Regions from separate parts of the Mus musculus genome. Here all the other regions are linked to region 3. Evidence: chromatin contacts called from public HiChIP or PLAC-seq and promoter capture Hi-C data. All regions are on one chromosome and are shown on one strand. The core of a region is the stretch at or near the end of the contact, and the rest is flanking DNA. Distances in the headings are between cores, read along the strand shown. Region 1 holds the start of Slc31a2 (solute carrier family 31, member 2). Region 2 holds the start of Prpf4 (pre-mRNA processing factor 4). Region 3 holds the start of Hsdl2 (hydroxysteroid dehydrogenase like 2). Region 4 holds the start of Hdhd3 (haloacid dehalogenase-like hydrolase domain containing 3). Region 5 holds the start of Bspry (B-box and SPRY domain containing).

Region 1 (5,135 bases), core at 661-3,160, 2.7 Mb after region 3:
CCACTACTAGCTGAGTAACCTCGGTGCTCAGTTAATAGGGCCCTATGCTTCTCTCCGGGATGCCGCCGCCTTTCCTGCCTAGATTTTGTCTCAGGATCCAGATCTATGCTGTGGAGATAGGGGAGTGAAGTGAGTCCACAGGCTGTCTAAAAAGAATCCAGAAAGAAAGAATCCTGACACAGACCCCAGTGTGGATAGCTCTGGTGTAATGTTAAGGTCTAGAATTCTGTATCTGAGTCCAGTTCCTTTTCCTGGGAGCCAGGGAAAGGGCAGTCAGTCTTTGGTGGATTATGAGTAACCAGCTGCTCTTGAATACAGGATTAAAAGCTGTAACCATAATATCCACAAGGAAGCTAGAACTAAGTGTGAAGGTCATCAGATTGGGGCAAAGCCAACGAAAACCTTCGAATGAATGAGGCTAAGTTGCTAATCTTTCCATGGGTAATAAGGGGGAAGGGGCATGCATTGGCACAAGAGCCTACTCATGGCTGCTACTGTGGGAGGCATAAAGCAATAAAAAGTAGCCCCAAATTTCCAACTCCCTCCATTGCTTTTGGGTTCCAGAGGCTTCAAAAGGCCTAGCCCATTAGCCACTGAGGTTAGATAGATTTTTACCCTCCTGTGAGTCCTGCAGATATGTTTTCTCTGAGGCTGTACAACTCCCCTTAGCTTTGGCCAAACTCTGTGTGACCCTGAGCTTAACCTTTTGCAGGTGGCTCTCTCACAGGGTGGAAATATTTGCTGTTAATCATGACAATGGCTTCCATTTATCACACAAGGCTCCACTGCCAGGTTTAATGCTGAGAATTCAACCTGTGTTTTCATCTAAGTCTTTCAACACCTATGTGACATAGACTCTAGTATATATTTATTTTTAAATCTGATCAGGAAGCTGAGCCTTAGATGTATAAAGCTGTTTATCTGAGGCCTCATGGCTAATACTCCAGAACTCAGGATTTGAGCTGAGATGTCCGACTCCAGTCTCAGTGTCTCAGCTAACCCTTGGTCAGAGTTCTTTGAGGGGAACATATGGGCAGATTGGTTGGCAAAGGATTGCCAAGTGTGTTTAAGAACGTATATGAAAGATTCTTGATGTTAGGGAAAGAATTAATGTTAAAAGTTTGATATATATTCCTGATAAAATTAAATCAGTGAGATGAAAAGACAATACACACACACACACACCAAAAAAAAAAAAAAAAAAAAAAAAAAAAAAAAAAAAAGCAATGGAAATACTAACGAGAGAAAAAGTTTATCAACCTAGTAAGAAAACAAATACAGCCTAGTGCGTGTGAGGGAGAATGAGAAAAAAGCAGTCCGTAAGCCGAAAGCAGCCCTGGGGTGTAATGGAATCTGAGCCCCGACCTTGGACTTCGGGACTGTGAGAAACAAATGTCCATGGTTTATAAGCCCGCAGTCTATTATAGTTTGTTAATGTAGCCCAAATAAACTAAGATTTTTTAAATTACCTACAAGGAAGATGAAAACCTTGTGCAATATAGAAACGTAATCATTGTGAGAATGTACACAGAAAGAAAATTACAACTGTGCACTGCTGTGTGCTCATCAGATTGTAGAAGATAAAGTGGCGACAGGGAGCGTCTAGGGCGTAGTTGATTTAATGCACTCCTAATTTGTTGTTTTTGTGTTCCTGGGATGAACCTTTTAATTTTGCACTCAACATGTGTTAAGCTTAACGAGATATCTGATCAAAAAGTAATAAACATTTTCATGCTAATTGCCAAGGCAAGGTCAATTACAGGTTGCCTGGGCCGCTGGGGATTTCGGAGATGTCGCACAACTCAGGGGTTGTGCGCGTGGGTCCCCCGCGGTTGGCGTGGCCTGGGCCGTGAGGTGGCGCGCGAGTGAGGACCACAACTCCCAGGCGCCCGCGCGCCACCTCACCGGGCCACGTGACTCGCGTGGCCAGGGCGCGGTAGCAGCCGCAATCCTAGTCGAGTCCCAAGTAGAGTCCTGAGTAGAGTCCCGGGCTGAGTCCCGAGCAGCGAGCGGACAGACGCGACCCGGGCGGCCGTCTAGTGTGCTCACCATGCCGGTGAGTCTGCGCTGTGCAGCGGAGGGGACGAAGGTGGACGGGCTGGGCGGTACCCTGGAGATCCTCGCAGCTCTCGACCCCGGGGTGGGGTGGGGGGGAATGTGTCATCGCCGCTGTCACAGCAGGAGTAGGGCTGGGGAGCGCGGCAGGAAAAGCTAGCTGTGGCTCTGGAAGTTTGTCCCTCTCTGTTAGGTAGGAGTCAGTCACTACAGCCAGGCCAGCCCCAGCTGGGACGCTGCAGGTGGGTTGGAGAGCAAGGACAGCTGTCCGCGGTCCCTTCCCGGGCTCTAACCAGATTTAGGGCATTCCGGAAAGGTTTCCTCCAAGGGTGGTCCCGCAGGGTTCAGCCCCTGAGTACACTCCCCCCGCCCACCCCCACCCCCACCCCCACCCCCGGCTCGGCCTGTCCTGGGCAGGTTCCTGGAACTGTTTCTTTAACATGGACCCAGTTACTCCCCCACCTCCCAATCTTTCCTATGAATCCGAAAGTAGGGCTTTCAACAGACGTGTTTTCCTGGTGAGGTTCCTCTTAGACAGAGAATGACAGCTTGCAAGACTCTGCTCTCTGAGGAAATCCTCTGTTTCTTCATGTCACAAAGGTGTCTGAATGTACGACAGGAAGTCTAGCCAGGCTGTTTGGTGGAGAGGCGTCCCACCTCCTGCAGATCCATTAGTACAGGAAATGGATGGGAAACCCTTAACAAAGGTCTCCAGGCAGTCAGCAGCACCACACAGGCCTCCATCCTTTTCTGGTGTCTGGTTAAAAACGAAGGCACTTTTCTTTAAATTTAACCACAAATAAAAGGAAAACAAAAAACAAAAAAAAAATCAAGTCTTGAGAATGGTTCTTTTCTTGGCTACGGTCCCTCCTCTGTGAGGTGCCGCCCTGCATAAAGCCTCGATAAACTGCCATAGAGGCAGATTTATCTCCAGTGGGAACTCGATAGGGTTCTGCCCTTGCATACCTCACCGCAGAACCTGCCAACTGAAAGCTGCGGTCCCTTTTCCTAAGTCTGGGTGTGCTGATTTCAAATCCTTTTCTTTAGCCAAAATACAGAAGTGAGGAAGGGCAGGGGGAACAGGAGTTTTGAACTCGGTAGGAAGTGGAATGAATCATTCCTTATGAGTGAGGACACCCTGCAGTCTGTCCTGACAGCTGCCTCCTGTTCCTGCTTCCCAACTCTCCCAGGCAGCTGCCTCTCCTCCCACAGGTGGCATTGTCTCCAGGACATCACTGGGCCTCCCTGCTCCTCCCTGCTTCTGTCCCCTCCTGTCCCCTCCTGTTTCCATCTCCCTTGCTAAGTGGTTCAGATGCCCCCAGCCTTCTCTCCTTGGTCTCAGCCTGCACATTTCTAGCATAAGAAAAGGAGAGATTGCTTGAGAGAGGTGTCTAGGTTTTCCTGTAGATGCAAAGGGTGTTGGCTTTTTTGTTTTTGTTTTGTTTTGTTTTGTTTCTTCTGAGGTAGTTGGCCTGGGTCCAAAGAATGATAGAATAAAATGAGTTGTGGAAACTCCCAGTTGACCAGATGAGCTACCAAAGACATTCCATTCATGCATGCCAACTGCTTTACCAGCCAGACTGGGTGAAGGCGTGCTGAGCACAACCTCCACCTGGCAGAGATGGTGCGGGAGGTCTCTCCTGCAGGCCTATGAAGGCACCTGTGGTATACATGGAGTTATGCCTGTTTGCTTCACAATATTGTTCTTTTGTGAGCATTTTCCCCAGGCCATTAACTATTCATGTGGAATTCTAACGAGGAGCCTCAGGATGGTGGAACTCAAAATTATTTTCCTATTTGGTACTATTTTAGCTATTTATATCTGCCAAGTGCTGCTTTCATATTAGGAAGATAAAGTACTCACTCACTAGTCATCATGATTCTGAAGTGACTACTCGTATCTCCAGATAGAGGCTCTTACGTAATTTACAGGGCCAGTACCTACCTGTACCTAGTAGACAGGGGATGGGGTGATTCAGACCGCTTCTCTAGGCATGCCCCTACAGACACCTGCCCCAGAAATACCCAGAGTGCTTATGGCGCATGCTACCATTTGAAGCTAAGAATGTCAGCTGGAAAGTTGTAGGACTCTAAGTGCATGGGCCTACAAACAAAAGCTCAGTTAAGTACCTGGCAATAGCGAAGGTGGGATGGGAACTAAACATGGTGCAAGCCTGTGCAGGGCCTCGGAAGACAGAGGGCTGTGCGGTGGTGCTATTCAATCAGATCTCTGCAGATCTAGGGTCTTCAGGGGGGTTAGCTCTAGTGTAGGCACAGCAGTGTTGCTGATGCAAGTCAGAACTAAAAGGCCTATGTGCCAAGTACAACAGCCATCCCAACATTCCAGTTCCACAGGGGTCAAGCCTAAACATGGGGAATAGAACACACACAGTTGAGACATCCCTCTCTACTCACAAGTAGAGACATAGTTTTTTTTTGGGGGGGGGAGGGGTTGTTGTTTGTTTTTTGTTTTGTTTTGTTTTTTGTTTTGTTTTTTGTCTTCTCTTGTTTGTCATTGTGCCTCAGTGTCGGAGTGAAGCTCACAATGGGAGCCTCTCTGCATCAAGTTCACAGGGATCTGAGAAAGTAAAGCCAGACCAAGGGAACGTCTTCCTGGGGGTCAGTCTCCATTTTACAGGTGGGGAGGCTGAGCTCCAACAGGAGCTTGCTGTGTGGCTCTTCCTATGAGAAGAGGAAGGCAGAGACGGGATGTACAGATTCAGAATCTGTGTTCTGTCCACTTGGCTTTGCTCCTCTGTTCAAACTGTACCACGCACAGTGAGCATCGGAACCCTTTCCTCAAATGGGTCATCGCAAGACCATTTGGCTCTTCTCCTGGGTTCTGATTGACAGGTCTAAGTAGGCCCAGGCACATGTATTTTTAGTAAAGCCCTGGGGTCTTAAGGGAACGTGATGTCCTTCACTAAGCTGCTTGGGCAGCGTGGAGCTTGTTGGCAGTCTCCACACTCAGTGGCTCACCTGTAATTCGCTCTGTGTATGTAGAACCAGGCCTGTGCACACCTGTGTTTTGTTGTTTTGTTTTTTGTCTTCTCTTGTTCTTCATTGTGCCTCAGCATCTT
Region 2 (5,310 bases), core at 90-2,589, 2.8 Mb after region 3:
CACTAAAATAAAAAGCTAAATGATAGTGATCTACATGAAAGTTTTGCTATAGTGTGCATTCATAGAAATTATTATTGCGTGCATCCAGAACGAAACAAAACACTACAATGTATAGGAAACATTTACACTTCTCTCAGGAGGCTTAGCACAGCAAGGGGTGATCTAATCAAAACACTGGCCCGTGACATTTCAAAACTGCTTTATTCTATCAGATACTACTTTCTACCAGATCCTTACGTAGAGAAATGGAAGTCAGCTCCAAGGGGGAAAGGAAGAAACACTTAGAAAAACAACAACAACAACAATAATTCCCTACTTGCGAGGGAACTTTCTGAAAGCCTCACCACTAGAGAGCAATAATGAGTACGAGTTAAAAGCGCGGCTCGGCGGCTCGCGACCTGCCACGTTACTAATTCTACTACTACGGCTCCAGAACGACCTTTTCTCACCAGAATGTTTTTTGGTTTTTTTCGGGCTTGTACTCTTGTCCGTGACTGAGATGACTAAAACAGAATAAGCTCGTTGCGCGTAACTCGGCATTAGTAAGTCCTCGAAAAGGAAGTGCTCTTCTAATTGGAGTTGTTCGGGGCAGGGCCTTGAGTGTGGAAGTGAGTCTGTTCAGCTCGGCAAACGCGCATATTTTTGTAACCCCCACAACTTTCATGTAAGGATTTTTTTTTTAAAAAAAACCTTATCTCTGATGGCCTAACATTCATTGGAGCTACTACTGCTGATATGCTCTTTATCTGGAGCCTTCATGGACCCTTTATTTCAAAGAACACAGACAAAGAATAGGCTGTAGACAAGTAAACCCACAACAAACTAGGCCGCAGCTCCTCCACCACATCTCTATTTTAGCCTTAGAAGGTCTTAGAGTTTAATATCTTCTTGAAGCCCAAACTGATTACGTAGCCACCGAGTTACGAGGGGCCCCCGAAGGACTTCCGTCGTGGACAACAGTCCTCTTTCCCAGCTCCAAGGCTGCAGAAGTCTAGGGAGAGATTTCCATGGCAACACAGGCCTCAGCTTCGAAATGGCGGAAGGCCTCCCGAAGGATAACAGAGACCCTCGTTTTGTTCCAGATTATGGTTGCGATCCGCAAACCTACCTCTTTTCAGGCCTCTGCAGTTCCCCAGAACCTCAACTCCCACCATGACTCCATTGCTGCGCAGCCCAAACTACACCTCCCAGGCTGCTCTGCGCCTCTCTTCCCATGCTCCTCTTCTCCCGCGAGGTTGTGTAGCTCTGTAAGGCCACGCCCCTCGACTCCAGCCGACCTTTGGCAACTACCATTCCCAAGATACTTCGCACGTAGTACGTTTCTGATACGTTTCCGGCCAGTGACGCACTTCCACTTTGCTAGGCGCGCGGTTCCCGGTCTGAAAAGTAGAACGCGGATTTGGCTAGGGCCTCGCGTCTCCGCCGCCCGGCATGGCCTCCTCACGAGCCTCCTCCACGGTACGGAGCTCTGGATCTAAGCTCAGGCCTGCCCTAGAGAGGCCGGGGGTTCCCGTGGGAAAGGGCCGTTACCTTACGGGTCTGGGCCGAGGAGGAGGAAAGCTGAGGGACCCTAGTGTGGACCTTAGTAGCCTTTTCCTGATGTCTTCGTGTGCTGCAGCTCTCTTTGCACTGCTCTTACTTAAGTCCTGAGCAGAGACCACTCTTTCTGGCTGCTCCAAAACACGGTGCTTTGGAATCGGGTTGTGTCCTGACTTAAGCTGTCCGACTCGTACTTACTATGATGAGGCTTCCCAACTTGTAATCGGCTCTGAAAGTATTTGAAATGTGTATTCCAGTCACATCGTGACTTGGTGCACCTAGAGCCACCCTGATTGTTTAGGTTGTTTTTAGTGTCTGCCCAGCAGTGAGAAGTTATTTTCGTAAAACCGGAGATTGCTTTTCCAGTCGATTAAAGTAACGGGCCCCAAAACAACCAAGACACTTCAGGCAGAAATTGATTGGTCGTATTTGTGTGCCAAACTTAACAAGAGCCTTAACTCGCACAAAGTCAGTTTCGACTTTCTCCTCTAGTTTTGAGAGGAAAGAAGATGAAAGTGCAGCGTTAGCTTCATTCTTTTGGGAAGCATGGTTTGCTGGAACTAAACCTTAGTCCGGGTCTTTGATTTAACAGACAACCAAAACCAAAGCGCCTGACGATTTAGTTGCTCCCGTTGTGAAGAAACCACACATCTACTATGGAAGCTTGGAAGAGAAAGAGCGGGAACGCCTGGCCAAAGGAGAGTCTGGGATTTTGGGAAAAGAAGGACTCAAAGCCGGCATTGAAGCAGGAAATATTAATATAACATCCGGTAAGATGCAAATTGCAGGTCATTACCCCCACACACACACCCTTTTTTAAACAGTGCTGGGAATCCAACCCGGGTTTTTTTTTTTTTTTTTTTGCATGCTAGGCAACTGTTCTGCCACTGAGCCATACATTTCCATCTCCCCCCACCCCCCACAGTCTCTTACCTTTGACCTCAAACTCCTCCTGCCTCCTTCCTGGTCGCCACCATGTACTTTTGATGATTCAATATTCTGATGAACACCTTCCCAAACCACATAGTATTAGGTTTATAGGCCAAAACCTTCTATTGGTCTGGGGAGCTAGTTCAGGTGCCAAAAGCTTTTCTCTGTGACCATTAGGACCTGAGACTGAGCCCCAGAACCCATGTTTTTTTACTGGCTTGTTTTTCCTTTTTCTAAAAAAAAAAAAAAAAAAAGTCAATGTGGTGGTACCTACTTAGAATGAAATGTTGGGAAGACATACTTGCAAACGCGTGCAACCTTACCCTTCTGTTTTCACCTTTGAGCCTGTGACTTTACCTGCTTGACATCATCCAGTGAGTGGATTTCTTGTATTCTCTACAGTTCCTTGCAGGAATGACTCGTGGTCTCTGTAGACTTCTTGAGTGGATTTGTCTTTGGGAGATGTAACCTAGTTCTGGCATTGGTTTATAACTGTTTATAGAATTCTTTCCTTTACTTTTCTAGGGTTTTTCTTTGTGTTTTCCTTTTTGTTTCTGTTTTTCAAGACAGGGTTTCTCAGTGTAGCCATGGGCCAAGCTGGCTGGCCTCCAACTCAGAGGTTCTCCTGCCCCTGTCTCCAGAGTGCTGAGAATAAAAGCATAAAAAAGAATAAAAACCACTACCTGCCTAGTTTAACTTAGTTATTATAAGTATTTAAATGTGCACACTTTTTCCCTGTACACATATACTATTCTTAAATGTCTTCAAGCCTGTCTCACTGGGGGTTAGGAGGGGCGAGGGGTTGTGGGTTTTAAAACTAATCGCCATAGTATCCAAAAAGACTTACCTTGTTGTCAGAGGAATCCTGTTTTTCCTGGTCATTATTTCCTCTCACTGTGTGTGAATGCTCTCCTGGGGGTACTGTTTTAGCAGGTAGGAGTTGGGCTTTCCAAATAAGAAATGTTCTAAGCTATAGAAAGAGATAGTGAAATAAATGGAAGAGGTGGCCTGGCCCTCCTGCCCTCAGTTTAAAGCATCACTTGGGTTTATGTGTTTGCTATCATTTAATAAGCTGAGAATTGAAAATGGTAAGCTATAAAAAGTAAGATAGATTAGATACAGTTCTTGCATATGCTTACAACTTTTCAGCTCTTAAAGACCAAAACAAATTTCAGTATTAATAAGATGGACATACTTGTTTATTGATAGAGAATTAAATGTTAACTGAAATTTTAATATTGTAAGTCAGGGCATTTTGAATATTTTTCATAATACTTTGATTCTTTCTTTCTTTCTTTTTTTTTTTTTTAGTTAGCAACTCAGATATTGTGCTGAACTTAACAGGCATACACTGAGCTTCTCCCCATCGTCCAAACAGCAATTCTAAATAAACAAATATTTTAACACGGTATAGTCCAAAGATAAAACTATTTGATATTTGATGCTGAGGAAATTAAATGTTTTCCTTATAACTTTGTACAGTGAAGACATTGCAATTCATCAGATGTAATGGCCTCTGAGCCACTTTGCGTGTGGTGTTCCTTAGTGTCATATGGCATGGCAGACAATAAGTACATTACAGAATTGCACATGCTCAGCACCAAGGCTGCAGCAAAGATACATGGTGCAGCCCAGCAGGGACCCTTCGATATTGCTGAAGTCTCTGTGAGCTCCACACTTAACACTCTATGGCACCTCCATCCAGTTTAAGACACTGTACCGCAGGACAGACTCTTGACTGGCTAACTGTTTCTTTCCCCCGTGTTACCTGTTCTTTGCATAGGAGAAGTGTTTGAAATTGAGGAGCACATCAGTGAGCGGCAGGCAGAAGTCTTGGCAGAGTTTGAAAGAAGAAAGCGAGCCCGGCAGATCAATGTTTCCACAGATGACTCAGAGGTCAAGGCTTGCCTTCGAGCCTTGGGAGAGCCTATCACGCTTTTTGGAGAGGGCCCTGCTGAACGAAGAGAAAGGTGTCCTTTATAAACGTTACATTTGTTATTTGTCGCTGGAGGTACAAGGTTACTGTGGTTACTGTGGTTATTGTGGTTATTGAGGGTTGTGAAGTTGGTGCTGACTCCCATCAGGCCCTTGCCTACTCTGCTGGGAAGTTGCTTGCTGGATATGCTAGGTGATTGTTTTGTTTTCATTATATAAATCCATAATATGTCTGTGTGGAAGCGTGTACAGGTGAGTTAGGATACCCTGGGAGTCCAAAAGAGGGTATTACCTATGGACCTGGAGTTGCAGGCAATATTGAACTACCGGATATGGTTGCTGGGAACTGAACTTGGGTCCTCTGAAAGAGCAAAAAGTAATCTTTTTTTGGTTTGGTTTGATTTGGTTTTTCGAGACAGGGTTTCTCTGTGTAGCTCTGGCTGTCCTGGAACTCACTTTGTAGACCAGGCTGGCCTCGAACTCAGAAATCTGCCTGCCTCTGCCTCCCGAGTGCAGCGAGTAAAGGCGTGCACCACCACGCCTGGCGCAAAAAGTAATCTTTAACCTCTGAACCTGGTACACAAATATTTCATTTTTTGTTTCTCTCTTAGCTTTTAGAGTCATGTGATTTTGTTTGAGCATAAATGCCCCTTGTTCACAGAAGCCTTGCTCCATTACTTCTGCCAGTGCCTTTTTAAGTGTTTCTTATTTGTATGTGTGTGTGTGTGTGTGTGTAGACATATATGTGCTTTCATACGGATGTGGGGGTCATAGAACAACTTGTGAGAGTTGGTTCTCTTTCACCATGTGTCCCAGGGATCTATCTCAAGTCAGCAGGCCCCTTGCCTCCCAGCCGCCCTGCCAGCCTGACTCAGTGTTCTGCCTACCAAGTCCATTGTGCTTTAT
Region 3 (5,242 bases), core at 2,233-4,732:
AGTTTCTGGGCTAATATCCACTTATCAGTAAGTGCATATCATGTGTATTCTTTTGTGATTGGGTTACCTCACTCAGGATGATATCCTCCAGATCCATCCATTTGCCTAAGAATTTCATAAATTCATTGTTTTTAATAGCTGAGTAGTACTCCATTGTGTAAATGGAGTACCATATTTTCTGCATCCATTCTTCTGTTGAGGGACATCTGGGTTCTTTCCAGCTTCTGGCTATTATAAATAAGGCTGCTATGAACATAGTGGAGCATGTGTCCTTATTACAAGTTGGAACATTTTCTGGGTATATGCCCAGGAGAGGTATTGCTGGATCTTCCGGTAGTACTATGTCCAATTTTCTGAGGAACCGCCAAACTGATTTTCAGAGTGGTTGTACCAGCTTGCAATCCCAGCAGCAACAGAGGAGTGTTCCTCTCTTTCTTTCTCTTTCTTTCTTTCTTTCTTTCTTTCTTTTTTTTTTTTTTTTTTTTGGTTTTTCGAGACAGGGTTTCTCTGTATAGCCCTGGCTGTCCTGGAACTCACTTTGTAGACCAAGCTGGCCTCGAACTCAGAAATCCACCTGCCTCTGCCTCCCAAGTGCTGGGATTAAAGGTGTGTGCCACCACCGACCGGCTTTTTTTTTTTTTAATTAATTTATTTGAGTGTTCCTCTTTCGATGTGGGGCAATGGGCTATGCACAGACAGTCTAGTCTCCAGTCGAGTTGAAGTTGTGAACCCCGGTGAAACCCAGTGGTGATAATTTTCATCTACACGGGATAACCTGGACTCCTGGCTCCAGTCAAAGTTACTGCTCCCACAGCCCCCACAGGAGAAGCCCCCACGTATTCAATGTCCCAAGCTTCTGACTTTCAGACTAGACTCCTCCCAGTTACCTAGCAACAACAATACTAGGCCACTATAAGAGGGGCTACTTGGCCCCTCCTCACTCTCTTACTCTCTCTCCTCACTCTCTCTAGCCTTTCCTCTTTCTCTCTCTTTCCCCCTTCCCTCCTCTTGGCCATGGCTGGTCTCTCTCTCCCTCTCTCTTTCCACCTTCTCTCCTTTCTCCCTGCCTTTCTACAATAAAGCTCTAAAACCATAGACTGTCTCTGTTCACCAAGGCTCACTGTGCTTGGATGATGGGATAGGCTCTCTCCTAACGAACTGTGCCTAATTTCACGTCAGACGGCCTTCCTGTGCTCCAGCCACGGACTGGACTAAGGACACTCGCCTGCGTGGGAACCTCTCTCCCTCTGCCCTCTTCTTGTATCCCTGGGGCTGAGAGTGTTGTCCTGGGGCCCCTATTCTTTTCTCATCTCCTCTGCTGTATCCAGTGTGGGATGCCGGAGACTGAGAACCTGGTATGGGGGCTGCCCCTTGTCCACCACCCGCCTAGCTGGGATCAGTGGCTCCACACAGCCAGACACCCATGCAGGGCCACGTGGAAAGGGTACGGCAGTCCTCCCCCATCTGCCCGCCCATCTGCCCGCCCAGAACACAGGAACTCTGGTTCGAGGCGGGCTCTCTCCCTCGCCCCTCTTTCCCTACACCCACGCCCCACATTTCTCCACATCCTTGCTAGCATCTGCTGTCACCTGAATTTTTGAACTTAGCCATTCTGACTGGTGTGAGGTGGAATCTCAGGGTTGTTTTGGTTTGCATTCCCCTGATGATTAAGGATGTTGAACATTTTTCAGGTGCTTCTCAGCCAAAGAATTCACTGCTACCAGACAAATATACAGACCATTCAGTAAAAGCAGTCAAGGGCCAAAGGAACATTTTAAACTGTCCATATCTCTCTGAAACATTTGGAATTTACAAAGACAAACTGGCTACTCACACCTCCTAGGTAAGGACAGAGATTTTGTTCCTTTCTACCTGCTGTTTCTTCTCACTTAAGAGGTACTAATATTTGTTGAATAAGTACACTCTTCTAGAATCATCAATAATCATTATTATAGGTTACAAACTCACGTGTCAATAGCTAATGGTCAAGGTGATAAAAGGGTAAACAGCCACAGTTTAATAATACGTTTTTATTTGAATATTTAATTAGGGCTAGAGAGATGGTTCCCTGGTTAAGAGTGTTGTGCCCAGATTGTAAAAATCCCAAGGAGAGGACCAGGAATCATACCCCACTGTAATCGCATGAGGGTCTTTATTTAAGCTCGAGCTTGGGCCACCAACCTTCCTGACAGAACAGGAAAGAGTGAACCCCCAGGCCTAAGTAAAGGGGGTTTATAAAGAAAAAAACCCGCAAGCGGGTTTTTGTGTTGGCAATATAGGAGAGGGTAAAGGAATGCTGTCCTTTAAACCTGATAACATTTGTTCAGACAGCAGGGCAGAACCGTGTAGCTGAAAAGGTACCTTTCTGACCTGGGAAGAGTAACTTGTGCTATCAGAACCGCTTCTGATATGTTTACAACCGGCCACAGCTGTCTGGGAACGTTTGTCTCTTTTTCATAGTCTAAGAGTGGGCTATTATCATTTCAAGGGTATTGGCTTCGGTTTCCTTCAACAGCAAGGAGCCATCTGCACTGTGAGAAATGTTGGTTGTTAATCAAAAGGGGTCGAGTTTAAGTGACGTGGAGGCTAGGGTATGCTGCTTTTCTTTTGTTCTCAAGGCTGGCATTTGCCTTTCCCCACCCCCCGCGGGGGTGGGGGTATCGTCAGGGAGAGGGAGGGAGTAATAACTGCTCTAGCTGCGCAGGGTCAGGAGAGTGTAGGATTTGATGTGCAGGTTTCTCTTGTCTGAGCACTGGCTGCTCTTCCAAAAGATCCAGCAAGTTTGACAATTAGGAGAGTATATACCTACCTGTCTTAAGTTGTTTTCTGAACTAAGCTTTAGATAACAACCTCGTTAGCATCTTTTTCTCCCGCTACAAAATACAAAACAATTTCATTTCCTGGGTAGCTCAGTTAGGTATAACTCCAAGAACGAAACTGAATCCCAGACTCGACCTCATTCCGGCATTCATTCCAGGACTGAGGATTCCTTCTCCAACCTTGATTTCTGTGGCCCGGATCATACGATGAACGCTTGCGGGAGACCTTTGCAAAGATCTCTTCCAGAAACTCCTGTCTCCAGACACTGGAGGTCAGGCTAAATTTAGATTCAGTGGCAGCGAAAATGAGAGTGACCGGCTTCTGCAAAAAGCATTTTTCAGATGTCTACAAGTGTTCTTCGGAGAGAGCGCCTTGGCTCGGGGACAGACAGGGGAAAACGACGCCCAGCACCCTCAAGTCAGTCCCCGGAGCGCCCCTCAATCCGCCATCTGGCTGGCTGGGAGCCGTCGATGCGCCGAACCTAGGCTGAGGAGGAAAAGCCTACGTAGTAATGATGCTCTAGACACGCCAGTGGCCCACAGGAGAAACTGATTGTCACCTACAGACTCGGGAAAGGGGCGGGGCGGAGGTGTACTCCAAAGCGCCTGCGCAGAGCGTTGGTTTCCTGGGTGTCGTTTGTAGAACTGCGGGAAGAACCGCCCAGTGCCCGGTGTGCGCAGGCGCACACCGTCTTGTAAGCTCTCGGTCTTGTAGGATCTCGGTCTTGTAGGAGGGCCGGTCCCCGAGCGGGTCTCGGGGCGGGGCCCGGGGCGCGGCTAAATGCGGAGAGAAAGTTCGCCTGTCACTCACAGCTCGCTGCTGTTCCACTGCCACCAAGTTCTCTGAACTGCGAAGGTCATGCTGCCCAACACTGGGTAAGAGGACGGGGGTGGGATGGGGTCAGGGGCCAGTCGGCAGGTCGCCGGCGCAACCCAGAGCCGCGCGCTCTGGAACACCGGTTCGCGGAAAGATAGAGTCGCTGGGACCTGCGCATGCACGAGAACCCAAAGTTCTGTACTACTGAGACTCAAAAGTTGTACACTGCAAGGGGCAGTGGTGTCAGATACTCCACGGGGAAAGGTCGCGAGCGTAGGTGTCCCCGACGACCCGTTGTAGCCCCATCTCGCCTTTAGCTTGGCCTGGTGACAATGTTGCTTTCATCTTCTAGGCGAAAGGTCGCTTGAGACAGTGACTTCAGATTTTCTGTTTGTATGCTTGATTGTAGAATAATAGAAGAATGGTGTTTTGAAAATGGTTTTCAAGTTAGTAGCGAGTTAAAATGTTACAATACGAACATTTCTGGTAAGGGGTTTATTTATTTATTTTACTTAAAAATGAAGTATATTTATCCCAGCCTAGCCAGGTGCGGTGGCGCCTGCTTTTAATGCCAGCACTCAGAAGCAGGGTCAGAAGATCTATTGATTCGAGGCTGTTCTGGTCTACATAGTGAGTGTGCTAGGCTCACTCTGTCAGCAAACGCTACAGAGTTAGAACCTTGTCTACACCCCCTCCCCCAAGCCCACTTATATAGAGACACAATTGTGCAGCCAGTCACCAGGACTTTACAAAATCAAAACAAATACCCATTAAACAATGTTCTTCCCGATTCTTCTTGCCCTTGGTTCCTGCTGAACTCAGGTAGGTCCACTATGTTCTATAAAGTTTATCTTAAGCAGAGTGACAAGTTAAGCCCATTCTGTAATTAGTTTGACACATATAGACAGCTAAAAGACTTAAATAGTTCAAAAGGGTATAAGTCTCTTTAAAACTCCAGTTTCTTTCTGTTTGTATTTTTTGTACTTATCAACATATTTTGTATACCTTACAGGGATACCTTCTTTTTAGAAAATAGTAGCAAACTCCATTTTGGGCTTGCTGTTTTTACCTGACATGTCTTGGCACATACTTAGGTTTCCAGTACACACAGCTTGTCTTTGTCCTCTTGTTTTGTTTGTTGTTGTTGTTTTGAGACAAGGTTTGTCTGTGCCCTAGCTATCCTGGAACTCTCTCTGTAGACCAGGCTGGTCTTGAACTCAGGGAGTTCCTCCTGCCTCTGCCTCCCCAGAGTTGAGATTAAAGGCATGAGCCTGTCCTTGTCCTCTTTAATGGTTGCAAACTATTATTGAAGACCATTATGTACTTAACCTGTTTCCAATTGTTGGATATTAAGTCATTTCCAGCTGTTTGTTATCTTTTTCTTGGTGGTGTTTTATTCTATCTTTGCTTCCATTATTATTCTTTTGTTTTATTTTGGTTTGAATTGAATGTAAACGGGGCTGGTGAAATGGCTCAGCGGTTAAGAGCACTGACTGCTCTTCCGAAGGTCCTGAGTTCAAATCCCAGCAACCACATGGTGGCTCACAACCATCCATAGTGAGGTCTGACACTCTCTTCTGGTGCATCTGAAGACAGCTACAGTGTA
Region 4 (5,315 bases), core at 1,735-4,234, 2.9 Mb after region 3:
AGGGCAGGCAGGAGATGGGAGAGGGAGGGTAGAATATGTTCCTTAGGTACAGAATCTCTGACTGCAGAGTCCAGAGGCTCTGAGCCCGCTACCAGGAAGCTGTGCATGCCCACAGCCTGAGACCCCTGGTAATCACAGAGGTAACTATCCCCCACGTGGGCCGCCACTGCAGGTTCTACACAAGCGCGCTGCAGAGCCTCACGGAAAATCCGTGGGTCGGGTTTAGGACAGCCCACAGCCTCAGAAGTCAAAACAAAATCAAAATGTTCTCGCAGGCCAAGGCCTGTTAGGATATCCTCTAGTCGTCGGTCAAAGTTGGAGACCACTGCCAGCTTCAGACCCCGCTTACGGCACCCCTTCAGGGTCATCTCAGCCCCCTCCAACACCTGCCAGGTGAAAGGGCTGCTGAAGTCTTCGTATAGCTGGTCAGCAACTGGAGTCATGGCCTGGGCATCTGGGACCCCTGCTAGGCGGAAGGTGTGTAGGACCACGTCCTTCCACCATTGACGGGAAGTAAGGCCACGGCTCAGGCCATAGTTGGGGAAGTTGTGGCTCTGAGCCCGGTATGCCTGCCTGAAGGCTTGTTCCACGGTTATGTCTTCCACCACCACTCCATGGGCCCGGGCCTTGCTGGCATATTCCTCCCCGACGGGTCGGCGGAGCTTGATCAGAGTATCCTTTACATCCCACGTCAGCAGACGCATCTGCAGCCGGTGTGCCATGGAGATCAAGTTCAGTGCAGATCCCAGAATCAAAGGAGCTACTGAGCTGGTTCAGGCCACCCCTCTACAGGCTAACAGTGGCTCTTTTCCAGGCTGTGTAGGTCAGAGGGGTAGGCTGTCCCAAGGCACTTTGGAAATGGCTTTCAGCACAAGATCCTGGAATGAAAAATCGGTAGGTGAGGTAGATGCTGAGGCCCTGCTGTCAGAGACTGGCATCCTGGTGTACCAAGTATGTGACCGGAGGAAGTTACTCTAAATACCCGTGAGTCTCATCTGGAAGAGAAGCACGAGGGTGCCCACCTCACAAGATCTTGGGGCTGGAGCTAGGGTTGTGGCTCAGCTGGTTAGAGTGCTTGTCTAGTACACATAAAGCTAGGTGTGATCCCCAGATGGAATAAAGGAGGCATAGTGGCAGGAGGAAGAGGCAGGAGGATCAGAAGTTCAAAGTCTTCCTTGGATATATGGCAAGTCTGAGATTAGCTGGGCTAAATCTGGCTTAAAAAGTAAAACCCAGGGCTAGAGCGATGACTCAGTGGTCAAGAGCATTGGCTGCTCTTCCAGAGGACCTGGGTTCAATTCCCAGCACACACATGGCAGCTCACAACTGACTGTGACTCCAGCTCCAGGGGACAGTCCCTCACACAGACACACATGAAGGTGAGAAAACAAATCATTTAAAAAAAAAAAAAAAACACCCAATGGAAAATTTTGGACTAAATGAAATAATTTATGCATTTGTTTCAAAACACATTTCTGGACATCTTATGAGTCCGATGTTGGGGAATAAGACAGTTTTCCATCCCCTGTGGCATTTCTAGGTATTAAATACTAAGGGTTTCTCTGTAGACCAAAAACCTATAAAACAAGCACAGTGAAGTTGGTATGTGCCATGAGGCTATAAATCTGGAACCAAAGTCAGTCTTTGAACTCAGGGAATTTCCTTAGCAGGTTGAGGAATCCCGAGGAAAGAACATACAGAAAAAATATATATAAACTTCCTTGAGGCTGGGCAAAGTCTAGTGCTCTGGGCAGAGCTGAGCTCAGGTGCATAGCCCTGTAGGTCAAAGTCAGGAAGCAGTTATGCCTGCCATTATCTGTATGTGGTTTTGCCTCCATGTATATAAGTGCACCTCCGTCACGCCTGGTGCCTGTGAAGCCAGAAGAAGGTGTCAAATGCCCTGGAACTGGAATTTCAGACATTTGTGAGCTGTCACATGGGTGCTGGGAATCGAACCTGGGTCCTCTGGAAGAACAGCAGTGCTATTAACTTCTGGGCCATCTCTCCAGCCCATGACCCTTTTACAATTATTAGAAAATGGTGCCCTTGTTTAAGAAACCCATATTTATATTTGAGTATGCTTGACTTTCCTCAGAGTCCTTCTTTCCCCCCTAACCCTCATGCTTAATCCTGCATTAAAATGTTATTAATAAAATTTCCAACTTGGCTTCATTTAAAAAAATTACTAGTAATGTCAAAAAAGAGAAAGGTTCCTGGAGACTCTGACCAACAACATAACTGGTGAGGAGCTGGTGGAACCAGAGAGGGGCTGTGAACCTGCCAACAGCCTGGATTAGAACCCAAATGTCCAGACTCTAGCCAGGGCTGCCTTTGCTTACCCATGTTTATATTCTTTTAAAAGTTGGATTATGTTGAGCCTGGGAAGAGTGGGACAGAAGACAGTCCGTTCCAACTTGGCTCTGAGCTGCAAGTTCTCCCTGGAGTTATTAGTGCCAAATACCCAACTGTCAGTTCTCTGCCTGGAGTCAGAGACTGATTGCAGGTTTGTCTCCAGACAGAGGGGACTGCTTAGCTGTGTCTTTCAATCTGTGGGGTCCGGGGTTCATTCAGAATGCAGCCAAACAAAACAGAGGTGAGGAGGGGTGTGGGGGCGGGGCGCGTAAAGAAATGTGACAAAGAAGAGATTTAAGTCAGCTCGAAATAGTGAGACAACTTTAAAAGGGCTCTCATCGAGCAGGTAGGTAGGCTGAGGCCCAGCCAGGAACCAGACTGGTTCCGAAAGTCCTCTGGATGTCTCAGGACAAAAGTCATAGCGGGGCTGGGGCTCCGCTGCAGGACTGACTACCCTAAAAGCAGCGGGACGCGAGACTGGAGCCTCCGGGGCCAAGTCCACTGCTGGCTGGCCTCCAGCGTCCCCAGCTCGACTGCACGGATTCCCACGGTTTAGCACCCTCCACCCAGCCCCGGGCCTCCGCACCCACCTGGCTCGGGAAAAGAGACCTGAGACGCAGCGGCTGCTCCACCGGCTCTATGTAGGCGATCAGTAGCTCGCGACCCTCGGACTTGCCATTGATTCTCGCCCCGCCCCACTCTAGGCGTCACCAAGCTCCTCCCTCGCGCCCGTCACTCGCCACGCTGAGTCTTGGGCCTCTTGTCCCTTAGGTTACCCCGTAGCTTCCCTGCTCCCTGTCTCACGCCCTCTCACCGTCCCCTGGCTTCTTAAGGTCACTGTCTCACCCCTCATCACGTTCCTCCCCACTGCCCTTATACTCATTATCACAACCCAGGTGTTCTCTTTGCTTCTCATCTCTATCCCCCGGCCCCCGCCTCCGTGGGATGGAGACACTTAGGGGACCTAGACTAACTTGGGAATGGCAATGGCGGGGAGTGGGGTTAGGGCTCAGGCCGGCTCCCCAAACGCAGTGAGGACTCCAGCAAGGCTCTGTCCCTTTCTGTTCTGAGAGACCCCAGTTGGTTCTAGAAGGGAACTTCTTGTCTCACACACACAGTTTGTTGACTGCAATAACCTAGACACTTGGTTTTAAGATAGGGTCTCACTATGCAGGCAAACGGGTCCTGAGCATCTTCCTGCCTCAGCCTCCCAAGTGCTGGGATAATGGGCGTGCCACCGCCGTGTCTGTCTAACCTAGTTTCTCTCTGTAAAAAAACAAAAAACAAAAAACAAACAAACATTTAAAGGAAAGAAGAGTTTCCCTTTAAATGCGGTTTTCATAACTGAAATACACGTTTATATTCAAAAGTACCGTTGAAAGCAAAAAAGCAAAGCTTTCCTCTCAACCTAGTTGATTCGTGAGGTGCCAAGTAAGCACCTGTATTCTGTGTCTGACGCGTGGATAGAGCAGGAAAATGTCAGTTTCCTGCCTACGCGAACATGGGAGGATCAGGCAAAAACCAAGTTCATAACGGAAATGAGCTGTAAGTGCTGCCAAGGAATTGGCTGGGGGGCAGGGGCAGGAGGGCTTCCCTCTGCTCTTTTCTTCCCCTCCCCCACAGGTACCCTCTTAAAACATCTTCTGTTATCTCCTGGCTCTGTGGACTTTAGATGGACTCAACTCCCTCTCCCTGGGCCTCAGAAAGCAAAGTGCAAAGTCACAGAGCAGTCAGCTCACCTGCCAGACTGGTTTTGCCGAACAAGCTTGCTCCTCAGAAATGGAGGTAGAAAGGATAGCCAGGACATCAGAGGCCCACCTGTTCTTCAGAGAATCCTGGAATCCCTGACTGTATCTCTTTTCAGGGTCACCTCAAACCTAAGCCTGTAGGTTCTGATTCCAACTCTGCCACCCTGGAGACTAGACACGAGTAACTTAGTAAAGCTAGAATCCAGGCTAGCTTTAAGTAGATTTCCAAGATAATCAATGTCAGCTGCCATTTGGTAGGTCTCTCCATGTGCTGTTGGCACAGTGACAGATGGTTGATATCAAGTCAGATCACACAGAAAACCTCTTTGAGCATTTAAGAAGATTCTTTTCAGGAGAGAAAACAGACTTCTAGGTGCTTAAGGGTTTTGTTTCAGGTCACATACTACACAGCACGCTGCCCATCTCCAAAGAGGGTTTGCCAGCGTGTATTGATTGGCTCACCTGGGCCAATGACCTTGACCTAACTGTTGGGCCACTAGAATCTACTTTTTATTGTCTCTAGGTTAGCAGCAGCAAGGAACAATACACAGATAAATAGCCTGGGATGTCATAGGAAAGATGGTGGTGGTCTTTGATATTCTGAATCTAGCTTCTTTTTGATTTGCAGCTTCAAAGCTGGGTACACTTAGCCAGGTGTGGTGGTAAACCTGCAAGTCCAGTTAGGAAGCCGAGGCAGAAGTTACAGACCAGCCTTGGCTATGGAGCATGATCCCATTTCAAACAGAAAAACATATGTACCCTTTAATGGATGTTTTCATCCCATAACTCAGTTATTAAAATCCCCTGACAGTTTCACCCCTTGGTCCATCGGAGCCCCCTGGCTTCTTACTCTGCAGATGCTAGCTTGTGGTGTTTTCTCTCTGGGAAATCAAATCAACCCCTGACCCTTGTTTGATTTTTCAAGATAGGGTTTCTCTGTGTAGCCTTGGCTGTCCTAGAACTTACTCTGTTGACCAGGTTGGCCTTGAACTCAAAGATCCAAGTGCTGGGATCAAAGGCATGCACCACCCCCTGGCTGGGAAATAAAGTTTCTTATATGAAGTATTTTCCATCCTTGAGTCTCCTGTTGAAGACACAGGGAAACCAAGGCAGGGCACAACTGCCAACCACACATCTCTCATTACTTTGAATTTTTCATTTACTTAAAAATTTTTTTCAGTTAAAACAGAAAAAAATGTCTACACTGGGTGTGGT
Region 5 (5,294 bases), core at 1,155-3,654, 2.9 Mb after region 3:
TTTTTTTTTTTTTTCTTTTGATGTCAGGATCACAGTACCCACCCCTCTAAGAACCGCACGTAATTTGCTACGAGTACATTTCAGGTCCTTGTGTGTAATAAAGGCATTTCTTGTGCCTGGTACATGTTAAACCCCCAAACTAAGCACTTCACTGATAAGACTGCATTTAATTGTTGAGGCAGGCCTCTAAGTGAGATATGCTGTTACTTTACTGAATTGAGGAGAAAAGGGAGACCAGAGGAATCAGGCAATCTGACCAAGACCTACAACCAGGAGCTGTATAACCAACAACCCTACATTCCTATGTCACCTGGCATAGAGCATTGTGTGTTTGAGTGGCCTCGTGTCCATACTGGAAGGATGGCTCCACTCAGTACGACTCTGAGTGGCTTCAGGGCTTTTGGCTGCACTCAAATCTGGGGGCTAAGCCAAGACTACAAAGGAAAAGTTTTATCCTCTTTATGTAGTAGTGGCTTTGAGGGTTTCCAGTGTAGAGATATGCAAGCCCCCAAGAGGCCAACTTTGGGCTAGGAGCAGTTTTCCCCACATATCAGGAATACCAGGCTGCATGACCTGCAGAAGGCTCCTTCTGGGTTCAGTTTGATTCATCAAAGAGGCAGAAAGAGCCTCAGAAGTTAGTTGTTCTTGAAATGGGTATTTTGGTATTTTGTGCTTATTTGCATATCCCATTGTCTTCAAAGTTACTTTTTCATCAATGTCAATTTAAAAAAGAAAAAGCCCAAATAATCAAATTCAGGAAATTTGAATGCAAATACACTACTTGGAAAATCAGCCCTTTCAATGCTTCTCAATACGTTGTAACTTAAAAATTACTCATCCAGGTAACCAGAAGTTAAACTGCTTGGGTTTTGGTATCATTGCCATCAATCAGCAACTGAGACTCCACACGTTACTTAATTTCCATAAAATAGTAATCAGGCATGGGGTTACTTAGAGAGTGAAGGCGCTTGCTGCCAAGTCTGGTGACCTAGGTCCAACTTCCAAAACCTACATGGAAGGAGGGATCCTATTCCTGCAAGCTGTCCTCTGGTTTACGAATGCACTGTGGTACATACACTTCCAAAGTATTCAAATATTCTCTCTCTAAATAAATAAATGTGATAAAAATTGTCATAAGTGTTTTTCCTTTTGCTGTTAGCACTGAGCAGCTGCTGTGTGCCTGACACTGTTCATAACTTTTCTTTTTTGCTTTGTTTTGTTTTAAGACTATCTCCCTCTGTAGCTCTGGCTGTCCTGGTGGCCTGGAACTCGCTATGTAAAACCAGGCTGCCTCTAACTCACAGAAATCCATCAGCTTCTGCCTCTTTTTTTTTTTAAAGACTTATTTATTATATGTAAGTTCACTGTAGCTGTCTTCAGACACACCAGACGAGGGTGTCAGATCTCATTACAGATGGTTGTGAGCCACCATGTAGTTGCTAGGATTTGAACTTGGGACCTTCGGAAGAGCAGTCAGTGCTCTTAACCGCTGAGCCATCTCTCCAGCCCAGCTACTGGCTCTTGAGTGCTTGGATTAAAGGCACATGCCACCACTCACAGCTTGGTTTTTTGTGTTTTGTTTGTTTGTTTGTTTGTTTTATTTGTTTGTTTTGTTTTTTTAATGTGTCTTTGAGACAAAGTCTTACGTAACCCAGCTGGCCTCGAACCTTATATGTTTGAGGATGACCTTGAACTCCTGATCTTCCCACTTCTATCTCCCAAGTGTTGGGATTACAGATTTGTGTCACCATAACTGACTCATTTCATGTGCTTTCATTTATATACTCCTCAACCCAAGTATGAGAGTGAGATCGCCTCAACCCCCTTTAACAGTCAAGCACAGCTGAGAAATGAGCCTGTATTTAAGACACATGCCTAAAGCTGCCCCTCAAACACGCTGTTAATGCATTTAGCAAAAAATCTGACACTTCGTAACTGCTTACTAAAGATTCGTATAGGCACTAGAATGTCAGTTGTTTTTTTTTTTGTTTTTTGTTTTTTTTAAATCAAACACATCACGTATCTTGAGGTATTTCTTTTCTTTTTAAGATTTATCCATTTATTTAATGTATGTAAATACACTGTAGCTATCTTCAGACACACCAGAAGAGGGCATCAGATTTCGTTACGGGTGGTTGTGCGCCACCATGTGGTTGCTGGGATTTGAACTCGGGACCTCCGGAAGAGCAGTCGGCGCTCTTAACCGCTGAGCCATCTCTCCAGCTCCCAGCTGTTTGTTTTTAAAACTCTGACACAACACAACTTAATCCTATAAAGAACCACAGCCTACAGATGCAGGCGGAACCAGTGTGGTGTGGGTCAGCGCGCGGGCGCAGCCTGGGAGGGGCGAAGCCAGAGAGGGCGGGGCCTGGAAGGGCCACGCCCTCGGTACCTGCGACAGGTGGAGCGCGCGGCCTCCGGCTCTCGGCCATGTCCGCGGATGTCTCCGGGACGGAGTCCGGGTCCGAGTCCGGGCCGGAGCCGGAGCCGGGACCGGAGCCCGGACCGGAGTCCCGACCGGAGTCCCGGCCGAAGCCGGGACCGGGACCGGAGCCCAGACCCGAGTCCGGGCCGGAGCCGGGGCCGCGATCCGGACTGAGGAGGGGACCGAAGCAGGGGTCCGAGCGGAGCCAGTTGTGCCCCGAGCACTTCGAGCCTCTGAGCTGGTTCTGCCTCTCGGAGCGACGGCCGGTATGCGCCACCTGCGCCGGGTTTGGCGGCCGCTGTCACCGGCACCGCATCCGTCGAGCGGAGGAGCACGCGGAGGAGCTGAGAGTAAGCGGGCGTGGGGCCGGGAACTTTCTTGGGGCGGGGGAACTGGCAGGGACCAGGGACCGGGGTGGGTGGGTGGGGGATAGTGGCTTTTCTGTGGCTTCCCTTGCAGAAGGAGGTGGTTAAAGGTGTGACCTCTGGAGTAAACTGGATCGGAGTTTGAATCCTGCCCCCTCCCTGTGAGTCACTGATCCAAGCTTGGTGTCTCTCACCAGTAGTTTCTAGGCATTCATAACACCACGTGATTGTTATAGCTGACCTCGTAAAAACTTAGTCCCCCCCTAACCTCTTGACTTAGAGTCACCCTCTCCCCCCTTTCAGGTTTCCTGGTGAGGGATCCAGTTCCCTTCCAACCTGGCCAGACTGTAATTGAAGTGATGGATAGGGTGGAAGAATAGCAGGGCACTCTATCTCCTAAGGTCTCCTCATCTCTTGGTTCAGTGTGGCTCTAGGCTGGTCATTTTCCAGTTACACCCTGATCCTTTTCCCTGAGCTGCTGAGATTGGAGGCCAAGTCACCTTGGTGCAGCCGTCGTCTTCCTTTCATTTTAGCTGAGGCCCCTGGGGAACTCCTTGCAATTTGATTAAATGGCTTAATTCTCCCAACCCCACCCTGGCACCGAGCCCTGCTGTGCACTGAGAGCTGTCGCTGGGGACATCACCTACTCAAACCAGATTGTAATAAACACACCTCCCTGGAAACTGGGGCCGGTGGAGTTCAGTTACTCAGGGATGGTGAAAATAGACTTGAGAAAAGTTGATATAAATCAGCTTGCATCATGGGTAAGGCTTTTACAAATTCCTAAGGACTTAGATACTTATCATCGAGTTCCATCCAGGCTGAAGCGTGGGTTCTAACTAAGGTTTTTCAGACGAGGAAAAGGGCCCACAGGAGGATGGTAACTCTTAATAGTCAGGGTTTAAGAGGGGGAGATTCATTGACCGGGCAAGAGGAAACCACTTTTTGATCTCAGTGGTTATGAAGAGGAAGTGACCTCATGGAAAACCTTGAAAGTAGCCTTCATGCCTGTATGAGTGGTGAGAGGGGTGAAGGCCAGGGCAGGAGAGCAAGCTTGGTACTCTGCCCCGGGTGCCTTCCCTGAGCTACCCTAACACCTTACACCCAGCCTTGGTGTAAGGGAAGTGAGTCTTGCCATCTTTCTTTTTACTTTAGAGTTTTGGGTTGTTTTGTTTTGTTTTGTTTTTGATGCTGTGTTTAACCAGAGCCTCATGTATTTTAGATCACTGAGCTGCATGTCCAGCCCTAGAGTTTACAATGCTTCCAGCATCCTCCTCCTATCCCTCCATCCTGTAGAGAGATTGTCTCTGGAGCATAATCATTACTGACCTGGACAAAATAGGACTAGTTCAACTGCTCTTAGCTTCTGGATTCATGCCTTGAAGCTAGTTAGAAGCCAGGCTCAAGGTAGGATCCAGCCTAGGTACCCATTAGTGATGAATGGATAAGGAAAATGTAAACATATGCACGTGTATACATGCACTAGAGTATTAATCCATACTACAGAATAAGAGTGTGTGATTGGACTTGGGAGGCAGAGGCAGGAGGATTTCTGAGTTTGAGGCCAGCCTGGGGTCTACAGAGTGATAATGGGAGGCCTGAAGGTTGACAAAGGAAGCCCAATTTTGGGTTTAGACAGGATTCCTCTGAGGTGGTGACCATCTGGATAAAATAACAGAAGTGGAAGTAGTCAATGGTGAAGTGAGGAGAAGAGAGAGGAGGAAGGGAATTGGGGACAAACCCATCAAGACCCAAGTATCTTTGAAATAGGTGTTCTCTGTGTAGCCTTGGCTATCCCAGAACTCACTCTGTAGACCAGGATGGCCTCGAACTCACAGAGATCTGTCTGGCTCTGCCTCTTAAATGCTGGGATTAAAGGTGTATGCCACCAGCACCTAGTTAAAACTCAAGTGTCTTGATGGCTCTGAATGAGTTACTGGAATGGGGAGTCCAGCATTAGTGATCTAGAAGGAAAAGACATGATAGGAATATGTGGGATCCTGGACATAAAGTTTTGCGGGTAGTATTGGTTTTGATAATGATGATATCTGGGTTTGGACCGTAGGAGTGTGTGATTAAGGACAGGGTAAAAAAGGAAAAGCCACTCAGTGATCGAGCGGCCCATTTGCATGAATAAAGATGCTGTGCTGTCATCTGTGTTGCAGAACAAGATTGTGGACCAGTGTGAGAGGCTGCAGTTACAGAGTGCTGGCATCTCCAAGTATATGGCCGAGGTCCTGCAGGGGAAGAACCAGAAAGCAGTGGTAATTCTTCCCCTCTTCTCCACAAAGTGCCTCCTCCTAGGATAAGAGCCTCGCCCAGGTCTAGGACAGCCTAAGATCCCTTTCCTAACTTATAGCCCCATTGTGGCACTGGTGGAGGTGGGTGACTCTCCTACTACACAGGCTACAGACTAGAAAGCAGTATTCTCGGGAGCTTCAGATTAGAACGTAAAAAAGATTAGTACCTTTCTTTACACAAAAAGTTTAGATTTATTTGTTTTA

The links. Promoter capture Hi-C pulls out the DNA fragments that hold promoters and counts their contacts. HiChIP or PLAC-seq counts read pairs in DNA pulled down with a chosen protein or histone mark.
Region 1: a contact with region 3 is called in a promoter capture Hi-C map of embryonic stem cells, with 3 times the contacts expected there. The contact joins the promoter of Slc31a2 here to the promoter of Hsdl2 in region 3. A contact is called at or near these places in 1 of 39 promoter capture datasets (embryonic stem cells) and 1 of 115 datasets of contacts at active chromatin or transcription factors (astrocytes).
Region 2: an H3K4me3 HiChIP or PLAC-seq map of stem cell-derived neural progenitor cells shows a contact between it and region 3, with 8 times the contacts expected there. The contact joins the promoter of Prpf4 here to the promoter of Hsdl2 in region 3. A contact is called at or near these places in 1 of 39 promoter capture datasets (liver) and 2 of 115 datasets of contacts at active chromatin or transcription factors (astrocytes and stem cell-derived neural progenitor cells).
Region 4: a contact with region 3 is called in an H3K27ac HiChIP or PLAC-seq map of hepatocytes, with 14 times the contacts expected there. The contact joins the promoter of Hdhd3 here to the promoter of Hsdl2 in region 3. A contact is called at or near these places in 1 of 39 promoter capture datasets (stem cell-derived epiblast-like cells) and 1 of 115 datasets of contacts at active chromatin or transcription factors (hepatocytes).
Region 5: a contact with region 3 is called in a promoter capture Hi-C map of liver, with 6 times the contacts expected there. The contact joins the promoter of Bspry here to the promoter of Hsdl2 in region 3. A contact is called at or near these places in 2 of 39 promoter capture datasets (liver and second pharyngeal arch cranial neural crest).

What each region holds. Positions count from the first base shown.
Region 1 is chr4:62,284,519-62,289,653 of GRCm38.p6, forward strand. Slc31a2 (solute carrier family 31, member 2) reads left to right here and starts at 1,911. Exons shown (of 4, transcript NM_025286.3): 1 at 1,911-2,056. The coding sequence starts at 2,051.
Region 2 is chr4:62,407,444-62,412,753 of GRCm38.p6, forward strand. Prpf4 (pre-mRNA processing factor 4) reads left to right here and starts at 1,340. Exons shown (of 14, transcript NM_027297.3): 1 at 1,340-1,458; 2 at 2,132-2,309; 3 at 4,253-4,439. The coding sequence starts at 1,432. Cdc26 (cell division cycle 26) reads right to left here and starts at 1,182. Exons shown (of 4, transcript NM_139291.4): 1 at 1,109-1,182.
Region 3 is chr4:59,578,081-59,583,322 of GRCm38.p6, forward strand. It overlaps Hsdl2 (hydroxysteroid dehydrogenase like 2), which reads left to right and starts at 3,483. Exons shown (of 11, transcript NM_024255.3): 1 at 3,483-3,695. The coding sequence starts at 3,679.
Region 4 is chr4:62,499,216-62,504,530 of GRCm38.p6, forward strand. Hdhd3 (haloacid dehalogenase-like hydrolase domain containing 3) reads right to left here and starts at 2,985. Exons shown (of 2, transcript NM_024257.1): 1 at 2,943-2,985; 2 at 1-878. The coding sequence starts at 722.
Region 5 is chr4:62,477,663-62,482,956 of GRCm38.p6, forward strand. It overlaps Bspry (B-box and SPRY domain containing), which reads left to right and starts at 2,405. Exons shown (of 7, transcript NM_138653.1): 1 at 2,405-2,775; 2 at 4,956-5,054. The coding sequence starts at 2,431.